Regions from separate parts of the Zea mays genome. Here region 1 is linked to region 2. A link is a contact called in public Hi-C data. All regions are on one chromosome and are shown on one strand. Each heading gives the region's core, a stretch centred on a gene start, on an enhancer-like site or on the middle of the called end of the contact. The rest is flanking DNA. Distances are from core to core; before and after follow the strand shown.

Region 1 (2,700 bases), core at 182-2,681, 160 kb before region 2:
GCATTACAACTACCAGAATATAGTTTTACAGGCTCTAGAAACTATTCATTGTTAGGATGTGTCCTCCGACTCGCTAACAAAGAGAAAAAAGGGGGAGTCCTCCCTGTTACGTGTGGATGATATGAGAACTGATCGGGGGTGCAATCCGTTCTGATCGGTTGTGGCCCCGGTCACGGGTACGAGGCTATATAAACAGTAGCTAGGCTGGCAGGGACGCCAACGCTTCCACGCTCGGAAACCCTAGCCGCCACATTTGTTTAGGTGCCAATCACCTTGTCCTACCCAGTGACCGGAATCGCCATTGTCATTGGGTAGGAAAAGGTGATAGACACCTAAACAAATGTGGTGGCTAGGGTTTCCGGGCACGGAAGCATTGGCGTTCATGCCGGCCTAGCTACTGTTTATATAGTGCCCTACGGGCCACAACCGATTAGAACAGATTGTGCCTCCGATCAGGGTGCATATCATCCGCACGCAGCAGGGGAGGACTCCTCCTTTTTCTCGCTTTCTGTTAGTGAGTCAGAGGACACATCCTAACATCACCACAGAAGGGGCCAGATCAGTCCACAAGCACCTCACCTAATATTATCCACCAAAGAACACCAGCTATTGAACTGTGCAAAAACTCTGGCGTGGCATCGCCAATAAAGTGCAGGGAAAACAGCTACTGCATTCCAGTGTGCACTGCTCTCAAGCATTGTCCAGTCTTGAAATGTTTGAAGAATCAATAAATGGCTACAAATGACTTCCAAATAGATGCATAACTGTGGTTTTAGAGCCCATCTAACGCATAGAATCAGCCCAAATCTGTGTGAAGACGAAAACAGTAAAGCTCATCAGACGGCGAACACCTGTAGAAGTAGGCCGCAGCAGCAACGAATGCGACGTTGTTGAGGACATAGCCGGAGAGCACGAGCACGGCCCTGTACCCTAGTATCGGTACTAGCGGCGCGAACACTGCACGGGAAAAGGATTAATCACCACAACCAGATCAGATAAAGCGCACAAATTGACATCAGGGAAGTGTGACGAGCGGGCTTACACGATCGTGCGAGGAGCACGAGGGAGGCGGGGAGGAGTGGGAGGAAGGCGAAGGACTGCTCGTACTCGTAGCCGCACTCAGCGGGGCGGGCGAAGTGGACACCGTCCCACACGGCCAGCGACGAGATAGCGGCGGAGACGGGCGTGTTGGGATCCGGGGAAGAGGAGAAAGAGGAGAGGCAGGGTGGGTGGAGAGTAGCGGAGGTGTCGTAGGGGCGCAAGAGGAGGCGGGCGAGCAGGTAGAGGGACAGAACTAATACGCGGGAGGCCGCGGCAAGACGCACGACGCCGGCGACTGGCGGCGCCATTGACGCGCATGCGCGGCAGGGAGGAGAATCGATCCGTGGAGAGATTTCAGCTATTGGCACCTGTCCCGGATACTCATGGACTCAACATCATTGCTAGTGTACATTTATGATGCGACTAATAGGACGACCTAAATCACATAATTTTTGGCATGGTCCAATCTAAATTTTTGGCATGGTCCAATCTAATTATAGATGTAGCCTGATATAGTCCAATATATGGACTATGTCTAGGGCTCAAGTCAAGCTTACGGGCCGGACTGGTATGACCCATTTAACTAAGGCACATCGAGACACACTAAACATAAACTCAGTATTAACTTAGAGAATATAGAGCTTCAATAGGCTTCGAGAACCAGTAACTAGATGGGGATAGTGAATAGTGATAATGATCATTGTATATGTATTTTGTATGGATGTATAGTACTCAACTAAATACTGAACAGATAACTGGATATTATTTCGGAGCTAGTTGTACTATTTTTTTCTTTCTAGCCAAAGGCTTTTAATGTGCAACCACAAAACATCTTAGTTTTATTTTGGTTATATGTATATTTTATACTTTTTGTTTATGTATTACTGTTGTATGTATATGGGCTGGTCTGGCACATTAGAGCATTCTGGGCTATATGGACCGGCCTGACACACATAACTAATTGTGGGTCGTGTCGTAGATCGATAACTGAGCCCATGTGCTGGCACGACACGACCTATAACTGGAAATGTGATTTTGTGGGCCGTGCCTTTATGGGTCGTGCCTTTGTGGGCTTGTGCTGTGCCGGATAAGACCAGCCCACATGTACAAGTATAAACATCATGTATGTTGAGTCCCTTGATGGCTTGAAGATTGCACGTGTGCTACATCTTAGCTAAGCGTTGTTCCACGACATCATTCTCGACCATCAGGCCTACTCGCTCAGGCGAATCTCTTTCTCCGTCATGTTCGATGATGCTCACAACATCCGCGTCGACTGCAATTCGACGTGATTGACTTTTCGAGGTCCTACAACACTATTTTTGGGAGATCGTGCTACATCAAATTTATGGTCGTCCTCAACTACACGTACTTAAAACTAAAGATGTCTGGTCCCTATGAGATCATCACAGTGTCCTCTTTCTTGAAGGCCAACTACACATGCGAGCAGGCCAACTGCGGGCTCGCCTTAACAATGGACACGACAAGAGAAGGGGTCGAGCTTCAGGAGACTGTGCCCTGAGGTACCCTAGGTGCTCTCGAGACCAGCTCAAGCGCCTCCAAGTCTGCCAAGGACATAGAGGACACCTCGACAAACACGGTCGGCGCATCCAAACGCGCTTGTATCGGACGGAGTCCTCCGACAAGTCAGAAGGCATG
Region 2 (2,700 bases), core at 201-2,700:
ACTATATTTTTATACTAATTTAATAGGGTGTATGTGTTTTTACGAAGCCAACACAACAGTTTGGGTAGTTCGGGAATACCCGAACCCAAACCCGAAATTCCGGGTGCCCGAATTTTCAGGTATTGTAAAATCCGTTGTAATTTCGGGTATCGGTTCTTAAAACCCGAAATTTTAAATACCCGAATTACCGATCCAAAATTTTCTGGTAACCCGAACGCCCACCCCTAGGTCTAATCGTGTGTAATTTCTTTGTGGTTTTATTATGAGAAAAAGTGTACTCTGTCATGATTGTTTTTGTTACTATCCTTACAATCTGAGAAAAATTGTACTCTGCAGTGATGTTTTTGTTATCAGCCTTATAATTTGAGAAAAATTGTACCCTTCATTAATATTTTTTGTATGATGTCTTGGAATTTAATTATTTTTATATGTTGAGAGAAATTCTGATTTGCAATGATGTTGTTTTACGTTCAGCTTTGAAACTTAATTATTTTTTATATGCTGAGAAAGTTGGTCCTATGCTATGATCCAATTTTATAAATGTCTTATCAGTTTTGCAATTATGTCTAAAACACCAGTATTTAAAAAATCCGGTGGCAATCCAATTGGGTCAAGCTTAAAAAATGACAACCAAACAATGCGTCATATGACTGAGATTCATTTTAAATAGGCAACCAAACATTTTGGGTTGGCTCTTGCTCATATGGGCCCTCCCACCGAACCAGACCCAGACTGAACCAATCGACCAAACATATCCTAAATAGCTAGGATTATAAATAAGCTGTGGAAGTTCTTTTAAGATTAATAAAACTTCCTTTAAAACAAAACACACTGAATATGGCATGGCATCTCATTCGACTCCATTTTAGGCCGCACACAAAAGCTTTCGGCAACCACAAATTAAATTAAATCAGGGCCTGTTTGGATCAGGAAACAGTTTGTTAACTAATTTTATCACTTAAGCTCTAAACAGACCGGCTAATAAATTTGCTAATTGTTAGTAAGAGAGCTACTAAACTGTTTGCTCATTCGCCATTTAACTTTACTAATAGATGCTAATATATTGTAAAAATATATTTATTACTAAGTCTCTAAACATATCCTGCTAATTTTTACAAGTTAATTATTAGTCACAGGTAAACAATAAGCGAGGAGTACCTATAAAAAAAAGTCAATTCCTTCCCTCCCCATGGCCCCACGTCAAAAAAGGAGCGGGCCGTACCAAGGCTGCAAGGCACCTACACACCTACTCCACGAACGAAACACACCTCTCCTCTTGCTGTCCTGCGGTCCACTTCTTCAACTAGTTATCCCAGGTTCTCAACTCCCAGTAGAAAACTTCACCTGCTGGCTGGCTGCCTGCCTGCCCACAGAAATTGCGCCCGGCCGCCCCCCATTCACCTTCAAAAAAGGAGCCAGGCTTCCCATCAACGAGGGTGTCGGCCATCTGAGCAGCTCCCCTGCCCCTCGCAGCGGCTACTCTACAGGTCTAGCGACTCTTTCGCCATCCATAGAGGGAGGAGGCGCGGCGGAGATGGTGGGCGGTGGCGGCGGCGGGCCGCTGCGGCGGGTGGGCAAGTACGAGGTGGGACGCACCATCGGGGAAGGCACCTTCGCCAAGGTCAAGTTCGCGCAGAACACCGAGACCGGGGAGAGCGTCGCCATGAAGGTGCTCGACCGCTCCTCCATCCTCAAGAACAAGATGGCCGAACAGGTGACCAAACTGGCCTCGTTTTTCTTCGCCCGTTGGGTTGGTACTTGGGATGTAGCAGGATCGAGAGCTGCTCCTGCTTCACCCCCAAATAATGTTGATGGATTGGGATGGATTGCTCTACCTTCATGTTGGGATTTTAATCCTTGCTATGCCATTTCTGTGGACGAATTTCTCCTCGCTTTCAAAAGGTGTCATCGATGCTTCGCGAACTGTTGTACCATGCCTGCTTCTGCTTCTTTCGCATCTTCTTCTAAACATTGATAGCTGTAGTACTTTGAGATGTACAGCTGCACAAGCTAGCTGTACTGGTAGATGCCTTAGGGTGACACAATTCTTATTTGCAGATTAAGAGAGAAATATCCATAATGAAGCTTGTCAGGCATCCCAATGTCGTTAGGCTACACGAGGCACGCTTATCTATCTCTTTCTTATAACCATTTTTTAACATCCTTCTTATCACTTGTCTTTTTTTTAATAAAAAGTATCGTGTCATCCATTGTGTTATGTGCAGGTTTTGGCAAGCCGGAAGAAGATATTTATAATTCTGGAGTTCATCACTGGCGGCGAGCTATTCGATAAAATTGTAGACTGCTTTGGTTAACTATTAACTGTTCTTTTTTCATTCTTAACTTCTCGATATAATCTAGGAAAATAAATATTAGTTCCATGCATTTGTTATTTAGATTATATGCCTGTCACATTCCATCTTGGATGTTCAATTGCCACCTTTGCTTTTATTGTAAGAGGGGAAATTCGTTGGACGTGGAAGAGACACACATTTCTCTCACTCCCTCAGAGCCTATATATTTAATTTATATGTGAAAAAAAGAGCATGTCACTATAGGTTCCTTATGTCCATCAATTGTGGATGGTATTTGTGGTTTTGATTCTAATTTCATTTGAACTTGTTACTGTTACTCCTACATGTATGTACCAGTCCAAGGAATTTAATTTGAAGACACACATAGTCTATTATACTTTATCTT

The links. Hi-C and Micro-C count contacts between places; a contact is called where the count stands out from the background.
Region 1: a contact with region 2 is called in a Hi-C map of ear, with 4 times the contacts expected there. The contact joins the promoter of LOC103649516 here to the promoter of LOC100193471 in region 2. A contact is called at or near these places in 7 of 25 Hi-C or Micro-C datasets (ear, leaf, leaf mesophyll and 1 more).

Annotation. Positions count from the first base shown.
Region 1 is chr3:591,065-593,764 of Zm-B73-REFERENCE-NAM-5.0, reverse strand. It overlaps LOC103649516 (GPI mannosyltransferase 2), which reads right to left and starts at 1,431. Exons shown (of 8, transcript XM_008675238.3): 1 at 1,043-1,431; 2 at 852-957. The coding sequence starts at 1,349.
Region 2 is chr3:430,877-433,576 of Zm-B73-REFERENCE-NAM-5.0, reverse strand. It overlaps LOC100193471, which reads left to right and starts at 1,450. Exons shown (of 13, transcript NM_001317191.1): 1 at 1,450-1,714; 2 at 2,059-2,121; 3 at 2,226-2,297. The coding sequence starts at 1,535.